Linked DNA regions of Mus musculus: region 2 is linked to region 1. The links are chromatin contacts, called in public Hi-C maps. All regions are on one chromosome and are shown on one strand. The core of a region is the stretch at or near the end of the contact, and the rest is flanking DNA. Distances in the headings are between cores, read along the strand shown.

Region 1 (6,957 bases), core at 88-2,587:
GTAGAGGTGGCTCTCTGGTGCAAAGGACCCCAGGAATACTGGGAAACCAGGTAAGTTAGGTGGGCAAAGTGCAGAGGAGCTGAGAGTAGAGAGGATGTGAGGAACAGGTCAGATGCCAGGGCATCTATCTGGCAGGCACTGGTAGCGACTGGGCACTTACTCAGGAAACTGAGGGGAAGCCTGACAAACTTTGGGCAAAGGCTTGGACTCATCTGACCCGCAGACTTAAGGGCGCCCTCTGATGGCCGAATTGAGAACAGGCTGAGCCTTGGGGACAAACAGTGGTGCTTGGTGGTAACTAGGTGAGAGGCTAGGTCCAGAGAGTGGTAGCCGCTGCCAAAGTAGGGACCCTGAGGAAAGGAGAGATAGCCAGCTTCTAGACCTTTCCATGGGGCTCTGGTAGCACAGTGGGAGAGACAGAGACACCCCTCCACTCCCCCAGTCCTGGGTTAAAACTGAGGATAAAACAGGTTTGGTAAGGGGTAAGGCGGGGACTGGATGCTTGATATGAAGGGCCCACAGGACATCTCAGTGGTCATATGAGTTGAGACAACTGGTATGTGGATAAGGCCACCCAAGAAAAAGAGGGACAACTAAGGAGAGGACAGAGAAATGAATGAGAGAGAGAGGATGGATCCTGGAAGCTACCTGTGTCTAGCAGGAGGGAGTCACCCACTGGGGAAAACAGTCCAGATGGGGCAGAGAAAGAATTCCACAGAGGACTGCCCTCTGGGTCCTAGCCTTGAAAGGGGGTACTCTTGGGACTCTAAGGGAGAACAGGGAATCTTAGAGGGCCAGGGAGTTTGCACAAGGTGGCAGAGCTCCAAGCAATGACACCAAGGTTTACATCTTCCGAGAGTCCCTGGTTTCTTATTCTCTAGGCTCAGATTCTAACTAAACCTCGGTAAACTGAGGCAGGCAGCTTTCACAGCTCCCAGTTTGCACTTAGGAAACCGCGAGCACTGTTTCAAAATCTTTGTGATCTGGGGTCGGCAGTGGGAGGTACCCTCGATGTTCTTCCCATCAGCAGTTTCCCCCGGGCTAATCATGAGTGAGGGGCGAACTGGGGACATTGAAAATGGAAAGCATTCGGCGGCTAGCTCTTTGCACTGTCGTAACAGAGGTGCAGTTTCACTCTGGACTGGTGAAAAGATAGACGCAGCGGGGCTTGGGACCTCAAGCGTCACACCAGAGCCACACGTTGGATTCTCTGTGCCTTCTTCATTCATGGATCCCGCTCCACCAACTAGGAGAAGCCTGTGTGTTCCTGCCCTGGTGGCCCCAGCCAAGCTTCCGGGCTTTGCGTTGTTTCGGGCACGATGACGGTCACCTCGCGCCCCCTGGTGGTAACTCTTTCAGTTACAGCCTCGGAGCGAACAGAAGGCCTCTGTTTACACAAGCAGGCTAGGGAACTGGAACCCCGAAGCACCTTCAGCACCTTCTCCTCCTTTGCCACATCCCACCCACACCGTCCTTTTGGGAGTCTGGGGGCCTTCATTCCCCTGAGCACGCATGGCCCAGTCCCTCTACATTCCCATAGCGGTAGAAAGAACACAGGCCTAGATACCCAAATGTCACTCTGCCCCTGCAGACCCAAAAAAGCAGCAAAGAATTGCAGGGTTCTCCACCTGTACGTATTGCAGGCCACCCGCACCACACCTGGCCTGCTCCACGCCCACCTGTCCCTTGGTTAAGACACGTGACATTTCTGGAATCGTCCTAGCCCGTACGCAAAGGGAAGTGATTGTTTCCTGTTCTGGCTTCTTCCCTGAACATGGGAAGCCATTTATTTGGGCACCTAGGCCTGTATTCTTTTCATTACTATGGGAAGGAACTGGGCCATGCAGGCTCAAGAAAGTAGTGTGGGATGTGGGGGCGAGGGAGGCACTCTTAGAGCAGGAGGTGGCAGTTGGGCCATGTGGAGCACCCTCCAGGTGGCCCTCTCCTCACCAGGAAGTGGCAACACTGGACATGAGCTTAGTTCTGGACCCTCTTAGTCTAGCTGAAACCTCTTCCGGTGCCTTGGTCTCCTAGAATCTACTCCTAATGCGCTCAGCACAGAGCCTGGCCCATGGAGGAGGGCCAGAAGATGTTTTCACATGACCGTCGGGGAACGGAAAGATAAGTGGAACAGAGAATGGCTTAGAAGCCAGGGTCTCAGAGCTTTGACCTCCATGTCACATGAAAGTAATGTCTCCCAGCTTGTGGTGAGACTTGGATAAGGCCTGGAGGCAGCAAAACCACGGGTATAAGGCTGTAGGTCAAGGTGTGCCCCTCCAACAGGCTCTGACATAGTTCAGGCTGACCTTGAACTCACGTAACTAAAGATGACTTGGAACTCATCCTTCTGCCTCCATCTCCTGAGTACTGGGATTATAAGTACACCAGCATGCTTGGTTTTATTCAGGGCTGGGGATCAGGCCCAGGGTTTTGTGTACGCTAGGCAAGAAATCTACCAACTGAGTTACACCCCCGGCCCACAGCCCACACTTGTCTTCTCTGGAAGGATCTGGGGAGACTCCCTCTGCCTCTCTAGGCCTCGAATTCCCTGCCATAGACAGAGCCCCACACCTGTCCCGCCTGTCTACGGGGACTGATGTGAGATAAGAAATGTGAAATTACAGCATGGCGGAGAACACACAGCAATGACTGTCATAACAGGGAAAGTGCTTTGAAAAATGGTGACGCTTACCCTGTTATTACCGAGGGACAAAGCTCCCAGTGGCCTGCACTCTGCTCCGTATCGCAGCATGGATCTCACCTCACCAGAGCTACCTGTGATTGTTTCTTCCCCAGGCATATAGACATCTCTACCCTGGATACATTTATATTAGAGAAACGGGAAAGAAAAAAAAGAGAGAGAGAGGATGTTGAAGTTGGTGCCAGGGGCAGAAGTGGGTGGTCCTCTGTTCACATCAAAGTCTTGGATAGAAATGTCCATTTAAAGGAAAAGCAATTCATGGGGGAAAAGCTGAGCCCAGGGCAGTTGGCCATTGGCTGGAGGAAGATATCAGGGGAGTTCAGATGACTGATGGCTGCAGAGGCGCTGCCAATCTGAAAAGGTTACATGGCAAATGATTCCAGCTACGTTACACTCTGGAACCAGCAAATTGGAAAGAGTGAAAGGATCGGCAGTTGCCAGGCATGTTAGGGGGAGGAGGGCTAAGCAGGGAGTATACAAAGTGTCCTTGTGGGCACTGAGCTTACCCTGTCTGGTTACTCTGTAACAGTGGCTACGTGTCATCACGGGGCCACAAAACCATAGCATGGTGGGTACAACACCAGCTCTAGGTGACATAGATGGATAGTGACAGCTGGGGGGAGGGGGACAGGGGGACATGGGGCAAGGGGACAGGGAGACAGGGGGGTCCTTTTGATTTTCTACTTTGCAGTATTGCAAATCTAAGACTGCTCTAAAGTGTAAAGTCTATTAAGAAACCATCCCCCCAGAACTGTGTTGCCTGCCTCGTTTGCAAAACAGAGGCCCTGAGACCCGTCCGGATGCCCACGATGCCCACGAGGCTGTGATTAGTGTCATGTGGACTGCATGATGTTCAACGGGCTCACCAAAGTGACGGTGTACACTGGTCCCTGCAGAGTGAGAGGAATCTTTAAAGTCAGAGTAACAGACAGCCATTCACACTGCACTGCCTGCTGTTACTGTCCCACCTCCGGCCCCTCTCCTTCCTTCCCCACCACACTGTGCAGGTGTGGATGATAGATGACATACTGTAGCTCTTAAAACAATCTGCAAGACTCCTTCTCAAGACTCCTCTTTGGACCCACTGCCTTCTCTCTCTGGTGAGCACAGACAACTCTCGGTGGCGTTGAAAATGCATGTGCTCGACCCTCTGAACAACAAAAGCTAAGACGCTAAGAAGCCTTTGCTGGTGCTCAAAAGACCACTGTGACCAGATCCTGTCCAGTGACAGACAGGCGGGCAGGTGGGTGGGTGGGTGGGCGGGTGGATACACACACACACACACACACACACACACACACACACACTCCTGCCTTTTTTTCTCGACCAGATGCAAGCCCACTGAACTCTCCTTGCAAGGTCCCATGTGCCCGTCCATGCAGCAGCCCACACAGCTGCTCAAAGAGACACTATTTGATCTGAAAACATCTGCAAGCACTTCCTCAACCCTTGACTGCGAACCTCAGCTGAGACCAGACATCAGATGGCCGTGTTCCTTGAGCAAGCATCAGCCAGCACTTGCAGTGGAGTCCCCTGGGGTTAGATTCAGGTCTGGCCAGAAGTTCTTCAAGCCCTAAAACACTGAGTTCATCAACAAGGAAGATGATGAGGGGGTGGGGGACGGAATAAAGAGAACTATGCAAAAGGTCAACCAAGGAGCTTACCTAAGCTGCCACGCTGGAAGAACACCTAAGTCACTTAGCATGCAATTTGTTTTATTTTAGTTTTTGTGACATGTTTGTTTCTTGAGGCTGGCCTCAGACTCAGCGTGAAGCTGAGGATGTACCCTGAGTTTGGCCGGGATGACAGGAATGTGCCATTACATCTCGTTTATAGGGAGCTCCTCTGTGGTTGGTTGTTATGCCCCCCATTCCACTTTCAGGGTTTAAGGAGCACCCAATAGCAGTGGTGGACATCTTTGCTATTCTGAGACATCTGGGCAGGGCAGGGGTCTGCTGTCTGTATCCCTTGCTCCTGAAACAGGAGTTACAGAAAGCAAATCCCCCATCAAGATTAGCTCCAATGGATGGATGGTGGGATAAACAGAGATGGGGATGGATATGTGGGGTGGGATGGAGGAATGAATGGCGGGTGTACATGGACAGACACGTGGATCGGTGAGTGAATGGTACCCAAGTCTACATATAAGCACTGGGTGATGTTCTCAGGGTAGATTTCAGAGACAAGATTATATATGAAAGATGAATGGGCCTGTCTGCTGTCTGGGGTTTCTTATTTCACCTGTCAGAATTTCTTGCCCCCCCCCCTTATCACCACCTGGCTCTGCTGTGTCCCCCAGGCACATGTGGCCTAGGTTGAAATGAGACACAGACAGGCTGGACCACTCAAGCTAAGAAGCCAGTGACACCTGAGCAGAGTCTCCTGGATGCATCTCTCAGTCTATGGCTGATGCTCTCTGCCCACCGGAGTTCAACTCTGCCTATCAGCACCCCTGCAACTACAGCCTCATCCTCGTGGGCTCCCATGTTTGGCCTCCAACCACACAGGCACCCCGAAGTCTCTACGAGGAGCTGTGCTTTTCTCCTAAATGCTTTGCCTTTCAGAAGACAAACTGCAAAGCACCTTACCCCTTCTTATAGTGACATCCAGTACTAATTGGTACCATGTATGAAGCTCTGGTTGGCTGCTAGTTAGCAAGTTAACGGTCATAGCTTCTCAGGTCTTCCCTAAAACATTGTTAGGTTCGGTGGTGGCCTTCCTGCTGGTGGTCCCCTCACCCTGTCATACATTTTCTTCTGCTCACAGGTTCTAGGCTGCTGTGATTCCCTCTCTTCTCTGGGGATGGAAGGGGACACAGGCATCATGATCTCTCCCCATGGCTATTGCCTCTCCCCTTCTCCTTTTCCTTCCTTCCCTCTCTTGCCACACCCGACAGCATGAGGATCCCTCATGGTCTGTGACCAAAAGCTCTTCCACGCATTTCTAGGATACAATCCCACATCGTTTCTATACCCTGGAGTTGGGGGTCTGCTGGCTGGATTCCAGCACACAGGCCCCCGCCCCAGGCTGTCAGCTTCTCCTCTGCTCCATTTCCTGGCCCTTTGGGAGTTCCTGCTTCTGGTGGTCCAGTCAGTTCCAAGGTTGATGGCGCCAGTTGAAAGCCCTCCTTGCTGACTGCCCCTCGATGTCTGTCTCTATCCATGCAAACATTTCCAACAGGACTGCCTGTGCTTCCTCTTTCTCCTCCAGTTTGGCATTGCCCTACCTATTTGCTCTGTCCTGTGAGATTAAAACACTCCTGAGTGTCCTTTTCTTTTAGCTGACTGTTATGAGTAACTAGCCTACTCCACAATGTCCGCTTCTCATTCTCTCCCTAGTGCCCTCATGAGGGTCACCAACGACTCCCTTGTGGTTGGGTCCAATGCTCGTTTTTCACCACCTATCTACCCTGACACCTCTGGCCAGCGCCCTCTAATCTTGCCATATCCTTTACCGGAGAGAGAGGTGTCTTCTATAGATTTCCCTGGACTTGGGCACTGAAGACCCCTTTCCAGGTGTCCAGCCCACCCAGTCTTTCTGTGTGACATCAACCAGACAAGACAGACAAGTGTGTCTGTCTGCAGCTGTCCCTGTTCCACACCCAAGGTCCTGGGACACTGAACAATAGAACTTGCTGGTGCCAGACGCTGTCTCTGGAGATCTAAGGAAGGCTTCTTTGTGTCTCCTGCTTGGTGAAGGTTCTCAGGATCAGTGGGCACGGATGCCGGCTGGGACTGTGCCCCAGGAGACCACATGGAGGCATGAATATAATCAATGCTGCCTCCATTCTCAAAGGGAATGTCGGGTATTCAGTCTCACTCAAACCCACATGCTCATCTCTCCCAGAAACCCAGGATTCCACCCACTCTACCTTTCCCCTGATCTCCCCCCCAGACAGGGCACCCCATGGATCCCACCACCCTGACATCTCTTACTCCACTGGCCCTGCATTCCTTCAGGTTCCCCTCCCCCACCCCCATCTGCTGCCACAGTGACCTTGCCCTTCCGAAGTTGCTCCCAGCCCTCAGCCTAAACAAGAGATAGTAGTGGCTTCAAGATAAGCCTTAGGGCCTTGCGGCCTCTCACATGTCACTTTCTCACCTGGCCATTCCCGCCATTGTCTGTCCCTCACTAGTCGTGGCCCACACCCACGTCCTTCTGCTTTGGGGCTACCTGCCTGCTTCCTCCACTTGTCCTGGAAGCTCTATGATGGGTGGCATCTTCTAGAGCTTACATGGCCCTGGATGTACAGAATG
Region 2 (6,768 bases), core at 1,226-3,725, 680 kb before region 1:
AAACTGAGCATGGTTTCATAGCTGCGCTCCTTTGCCTGCACGATACACGCGTCGATCTCCTGCAGACCCAGGGCGGAGAGCTCAGATCAACGAAAGAACCACCGTCTTTGCAGACCCCAAGAAGCCACTGGTTGTCATAATCCCATGAGCCCTACCCAGGACCCAGGAGCCACAGATTTAGGTTCAGAACAACTGAAAGCAGGACTCCCCAACTACACACCCTCTCCACAACTTAGTGGGTGTCCCTTCCATTCTTCCATGCCCACGTCAACTTCCTGCTGGCTTGTCATAACCCTAAAGGTCGTCCATATGTATCATCCAGGTGGATGGGGAAAGCCAACCCCTTTCACAGTCCCACAGCAAAACTATAGAGGGACAGGGAATAAGACCCAGGCACCTCTGGCTGCCTGAACCTGAGATACAGGGCTTTCGCTCTGACACACTGCCCTGACACACCCTCCTGTTTCTGCTCTATCTCCCTCAGAGGTACCTTCTCATGGCGGGATAGGGATGGGTGGACAAACTTTCGGTAAAGCAGGCTGGCCCCCTTGGTGTAAGGTGAGAGCAGCCACAGCACAAAAGCCATCTTGAACTCGTAATAAAACGGGAACCTGTGTGTAAGCAAGGGGAGGGGTTTGTGTGAGCCAGAGGCCAGGTGGTGGTGGTGGTGGTGGTGAGGCCCTTCCCAACCCCATGGCCTGCCAATCCTTGGGCCGGACCAGGAAATGAAGATGTCTGTGAAGGTTTCTGCTGCCATGAAGATCGCAAAGACAATCCAATACATCATCCACCGTACCTGTGGGTCAGAGTGCAGAGCTCAGCTCACGAGCCTAAGCCGCCAGGACCCGCCCCCAGCCTGCCCAACCCAGAGATTCCTCAAAGCCAGTCCCACTGCATTGCTGGCTACAGTTTCCCACATCTGCTTAGACAGGAGCCCCTGAGAAACTGCCTTCCGTTCCAGTGCCCCCCCCCCCAGCATGCTTCGCCCACGAGATCCTCCATGGCTATTGTTAATAATGGCTGGCCTTCCTTCCACTAGACCACTCTACTTGAGATCTGTTCCACCATCGATCGAGCCCCTGGAGTCTGACAGGCCAGGCCCTCCAGCATCACCAAGTCCTACCACCTCCCTGACCATTCCTCAATGTTGTCGTCTACCCCACTCTTTGCACTCACATATTCTCGAATGTTCTTGCTCTTCACGGCCTTGTAGGAAGCATACGCAGGATACAGCATGCCAAATATGAGCCTGGAACAGCAGTCACAGGAAGTGTGAGGGGACCATGCCCCACCCTCTCCCTGCCAGGTGGCTGCTCCCCCTGACCTGGGTGCGAGATGGCAGTGCCTGCCCTGTTTTTCCCGCTTGGCTTGCACAACCCTGGGTGCCTGAGTCAGTGCCCCGGAGGCTGCCTCCCCACCCGGCTGTTTACAAACATACCAAGCCTGCCTAGGCCTGCGCTGGTGGCCCATGGGTACAGGACAGACTGAGAACACACAAGGTGGGTGAGAACACTAGGCTGTCCGCTCCCACTACACGTAATCAGGCCCAGGACCACCAGCATGCAGTGAGGGACATTTGAGCCAGGTATTGGGATATCCAAAAGTGAGGTGCAGGCTGCAGAAGCTGAAGCTAGGGTGGTGGGTCATGTGGCTGCTCAGATGGGAAGGAGGCACCTAGATTCTCCGCCCACAGCAGTACCTAATCACCTTCTCACAGGACTGTAGGTGGTAAAAGCCCTGAGCCCTAGCAGCACCTGTCTGCAGGAAGGGTCTCTGTCAGACCAGAAGGCTGCAGGGTGGAAACAAGGTATGCAGTGACCAGGTCCCACTTCAGACCCCCAGGACCGTTAAGTGTGTGCTGGGAAACGGGGTCATGAAGTCTTTAAATTTTCCCTTCTTTACAAACGTCCCCAGTTTCCACCCAAAGGCAGGTTGGCATCCTGGGACAAAAGGGAGGGGGGAGGTGTCTCACAGTGACCATACTCACACTACCAGGCGACAGATCATCCAGGACACCATCCTGACAGCCTAGGGGGATGACCCCAAGAGACAAGCGGAGGGACGCTCACTCAGGAGCTGGGACAAGGGGGTGAGTGGTGCTGCAGTACACCTCTCCCTCGGTGTAGGCGGAGATCACCACCCCTGACTTCGACCCCGCAGTGCGGGGAGCCAGGAGAACCCGGAACCAGGGGACCGAGGGCCTAGCAGAGGAAGCCGCCTTGTGATCGAGGCGGGAGGGCGCGTCCCTCCGCCTCGCCGAATCCTGGCGGCTCAGTCCCACAATTCCTGCCGCGGAGAACCGTTCGTCCCCCGTCGAGGGCGGCGCTGCTGGTCTCGGGTCCGGGTGGCAGGCCGGACCTCAGCTCTCACCTGCCGCCCGGGTGGCAGAGCGCCCGACCACCTGCACCGGTCTCGGGGCGGAGTTTGTAACTCACTTAAAAGTTGCACGGAACCAGATCCTGCCCAACCCCAGCGCTCAAGCTCCAGGCGCAGGCGCAATGGAGCCCTCAGAGGGGCGGGACGAGGTCAGGGAGACAAAAGGACCGTCTCTTAAAGCGGCGATGCTCGGCGCACTTCGGAGGTGGGGCCGCCGGTCGAATAGTCTTCTGAAAGGTTGGCAGGTGGACAGATAGGGAGGAAAAAAACAAAACAAAAAACAAAACAAAACAAAACAAAACAAAAAAACCCCGAACTGCTAGCTAGGTGTGGGTGGCGCACAGGAGTCTCTGAGGTGGAGACAGGAGAATTATCAGTGAGGCTGGATTACAGGTGTATCATCAATACACTGTTGCAAACAAACAAAAGGAAAGGAGAGGAAATAAAAGACAACTCGAGAGTGTTCCTCGGATGCCTTTTTATCATTTCTCCATCTCTGTAAAATGGGATAGAGAATGAAATGAGTGGTTGGCCCACAGGAAGCACGTTCTGATCTGATCTTACCTTCGCAGAAGTCCAGCTGACTGACCATGCTAGAAAGGAGGGAAGAGTGGGATTGGAGAATCACCCTTCTGACAGCTTCAGGACTCCACTTGTTTCTAAAGCATCTTTCCACGATCCATATACCTGGGCATTCTGACCCCAGTGTCTTAGAGACTGAGTGATGATCCGGGTTCACCCCGGATCTTCTTTCCTAGAATTTTGAAAACCCACCTGTTTCTGAGACAGGAATAGAGATATCCCAGAAAATTCTAAAATCAACACTTGCTGTTTTGTGCTTCTTGTTGTTGTTGTGCGAAATGATGGAATTGTTGAAGCGTCTTCTTATTAGATTGGCCACACTGGCTATCTATAACATTTGACAAACTTAGATATATCATTACTGTCATCGTCATCATCGTTAGTACCTTAGTTTCTTCATCATCATCATCATCGTAGGGTTTTTGTTTTTGGTTTTTTTTGAGACATTGTTTCTCTTTGTACCCCTGGCTGTCCTGGAACTCTATCTGTAGATCAGGCTGGCCTTGAATTCAGAGATCTACCTGCCTATGCCTTTCAAGTGCGCGCACATACACACACACCCCAAAAACCAAACAGAACCATGGAGTCTGATTTGTGATGGCCAACTACTCCTGAGCATGGGACCTACCCTGGAGTATAGTTAATATACCCAGTGCAGCTCCATTGGAGAAGACTAACTTTCCCTTTTCCAGCAGATATCAGTTTCGAATAGCTTCATGGCTAGGGATGAGAGAGACTTTGTGCCCACTTCCCCTCCTCTGTGCTGGTCTTTGTGTCTGGCTTGAGCTTATGCAGGGCGAGTGTACGCTGCCACAGTCTCTGAATTCATGTGTGCATCTGCCCATTTGGTCTGGAAAAGATTGTTTCTGTGGAGGCATCCACCACCCCTGCTTTTTACAGTCTGTCTGTCCCTACTTTTGCAGAGATCCCGGAGCCTCGAAGGGAGGGCTGGGAGACATCCCGTTGAGGTCTGACTGCTCCGAAGTGGCTCAGTCTCTTTATGTTGTCCAACTGTGGGTCTCTGTCAGCGATTACTGCAAAGAGAAGCATTTCCGATTTACCCACGGCCTTAATCTTTGCAAAGATCTTTAAAAAAAAATTTAAGAAATGTCCTCAGGGGGCTGGAGAGATGACTCAGCTGTTAGGAGCACTGGCTGCTCTTCCAGAGGACCAGGATTCAATTCCCAGAACCCACATGGTGGCTCACAACTGTCTGTAGCTCCAATTCCAGGGGATCAGGCACCTTCAGACACAAATGAAAGCAAAACACCAGTGTACATGAAATAAAAGTAAATAAGTCCTTTAAAAGAAAAAAAGAAATGTGCTTTTGAAGTAAATGGCCCAATGTTACCGAGCAGTATATATTGCTGGCCAGTGGCTAAATGTGTGTGTGTGGCATGGTCAAATCTCTTGGGAATCAGCAACAGCCAGCTACAAGTGGCCCTGGTGGGGGGGGGGGTCACAAAGAAGTTAACTCTGGTAAGATGAATACTCCTCCAAGAGGGGAGGAGGCTACAAAGGAGAAAGACTGTTTTTTTTTTGCATGTGGGTTTGTTTTTCTTTGTGACCTTTACCCTCTGTCTCAGTTGCTCCATCTGAAAATAGAGAGCTCACTACCCTGCCTCAACACACACACACACACACACACACACACACACACACACACACACCTTGAGGTAAGGATGCAAGCCAAGCTACCCCAGGGCTGTGGGGGTGGAAACAGGGGCAGTTACTGCCTTTTATTAGAGCGCAGTTAACACCCACCATCTATGAGGATGGAATTGGTAATGATGGGAGCCAGGGAAAGGAGGCTTCTTGGGAATAAACAAACACATGGTGATTAGACAGTCTTAATTATTATCATCAATTTTATTGGTATTGCTGGATGTGGGAGCCAGCAATGAAACCTGCCCACAGGAGAAACTCCCCCATGCCTTACGGCTCCCTTGCTCCTACTGCCCCTCCCCCATACTTTTTTTTTTTTTTTTTTGGAGAACAAGAAACATCTAAGGCCTTGAGGATCCCATTAAGAAGGTCCCAGACACACCTTTTTTTTTTTTAAATATAGACAGGGTCCTATGTAGTCTAGGTATGGCCTTGATCTTCCTGCTTCTTCTTCCTAAATGCTGGCATTACTGGCACGTGTTACCATGTTTGGTTCATGCAATGCTAGAGCTCAAACCCAGGGCTTCATCTAGGAAAGCACTGATTGAATATGGATATATATGTATATATGTGTATATGTAGTATATGTATATATATATATATATATATATATATATATATATATATATATATATATATGGTGTATAAGTGTTTTGCCTGCATGTATGTTTGCATACATGTGCTTGTGGAAGCCAGAAGAGGATGTCACATCCCTCTGGAACTGGAGATACAGGAGCTGTTAGCCTCTATGTGGGCGCTGGAAGGACAGTCAGTGCTCTTAAGTGCTGAGCCATTTCCCTGGCATCCCGGATCTGATTCTTTAGGCAGGTATGATGGCATACCTCTTTAACTCCAGTGCTTAGGAGGCAGATGCAGGCAGATCTCTATGAGTTTGAAGCCAACCTAGTCTACCTATTGAGTTCTATGACCTCCAGGATTACATAGGGTGACCCTGTCTCAAAAACATCAAGCAAACAAAAACTATTGTGTTTATTGTGTTAGGACATGTAGAGAACTGTAAAGGACGGAAGAGATAACCCGTCATCTGAGAACCCGATGTGAATCCAGGACCCTTGGCATGTCCACCCACTGGTTGACTCTAAAACCTCTTCCCTGACTCCAGCATCACAGCCTCTGAGCATGTGTGGTACATGCATGGTTGTGCATGTGTGATGCATGCATGGCTGTGCATGTGTGTGTACAGGCAAGGGACTTGTGAAGGGCAGCAGTTAACATCAGGATATCTTTTTCAATTGTTTCTCTATATTTTTTCTTGTTTGCTTGTTTGAGGCAGGGTCTGACTACGTAGGTCAGCCTGGCCTAAAACTTACAGAGATCTACCTGTAAGTCTCTGCCTACTGAATGCTGGGATTAAAGGCGTGGGCCACTTTTTGGGGGGTGGTGGTGGTGGTGGTAGTGGTGGTAAGGTCTCTCGTTGTTCCTGGAGCTCACTGTTTATGGGAGATTGGTTGGACGTTAACCCCCCAGGATCTGTCTCCACTCCTCAGGTGCTGGGATTACCCAGATGTGCCTCCATGCTTGGTTTTTACCCAGATGTTAGGGATCAAAGCTCAGATCCTTGAGTTTCTGCAACAGGCACTTTACCCACTAGGCCATCTCCCCAAGCCAACTGAAGCCTTGTTTTAAGCTGGGTGTGGTGGCCCCCACCTGTAATCCAAGCATTTAGGAGGCTGAGGCAGGAAGATTTGATTGCAAGGGTGACCTGGGGGAAGGGAGGGGAAAGGATCTTCCTGTTTTCATTCACTGGAAAGAGCTCTGTGCCCACTCTGAACTCTCTCGCAGCTGCTGGGACTGTCTCACCCACACAAGGCTCCTTCCTGGTCCCGATGATTGTGCTTGGGAAAGTTAAAGGACAAAAAGTCAGAGGTCTGATGCTGGGAGCTGGGTTCCTCACGGGGGAGCAGGACGCTGGCAGCCAAGTGTCACCCTCCTAGGCTCTGGCAGAGGAAGTAGACTCTGGCTCTTGTAGCCTTTGGCCCTGAACTGTTGACACAGTCATCCAGTGACCCAGAGTTGCTAAGCAGCTCCCTGGACTCATGGCTGACACCCTCAGGCAGGTGACCAGGCAGCCACGGCACAGAAAGCTTGGCATTCAAGGTCTGATGGAGGGAATGTCTCTCCACT

What was found. A called contact is a pair of places that touch in the nucleus more often than the background predicts.
Region 2: a Hi-C map of hematopoietic stem and progenitor cells shows a contact between it and region 1, with 3 times the contacts expected there. The contact joins the promoter of Reep4 here to the enhancer-like site in region 1. A contact is called at or near these places in 2 of 39 promoter capture datasets (cranial neural crest and second pharyngeal arch cranial neural crest), 3 of 15 datasets of contacts at CTCF or cohesin (embryonic stem cells, large pre-B cells and pro-B cells), 34 of 484 Hi-C or Micro-C datasets (B cells, the Ba/F3 cell line, the C2C12 cell line and 19 more), 5 of 115 datasets of contacts at active chromatin or transcription factors (craniofacial prominence, forebrain, large pre-B cells and 2 more) and 4 of 9 other capture datasets (adipose tissue, embryonic stem cells, liver and 1 more).

Annotation. Positions count from the first base shown.
Region 1 is chr14:69,855,966-69,862,922 of GRCm38.p6, reverse strand. All of the region lies in intron 3 of Pebp4 (phosphatidylethanolamine binding protein 4), which reads right to left. Among named protein-coding and RNA genes, the nearest start is that of Pebp4, 19 kb to the right of the region's middle. Within about 2 kb of position 1,337, at least 92 of the 459 cell types and tissues checked have an H3K27ac peak or open chromatin away from gene starts, as enhancers often do. A contact at or near this core is called in B cells, the Ba/F3 cell line, the C2C12 cell line and 10 more, where this site is marked.
Region 2 is chr14:70,540,958-70,547,725 of GRCm38.p6, reverse strand. Reep4 (receptor accessory protein 4) reads right to left here and starts at 2,475. Exons shown (of 8, transcript NM_180588.2): 1 at 1,988-2,475; 2 at 1,177-1,249; 3 at 720-796; 4 at 491-611; 5 at 1-59. The coding sequence starts at 2,019.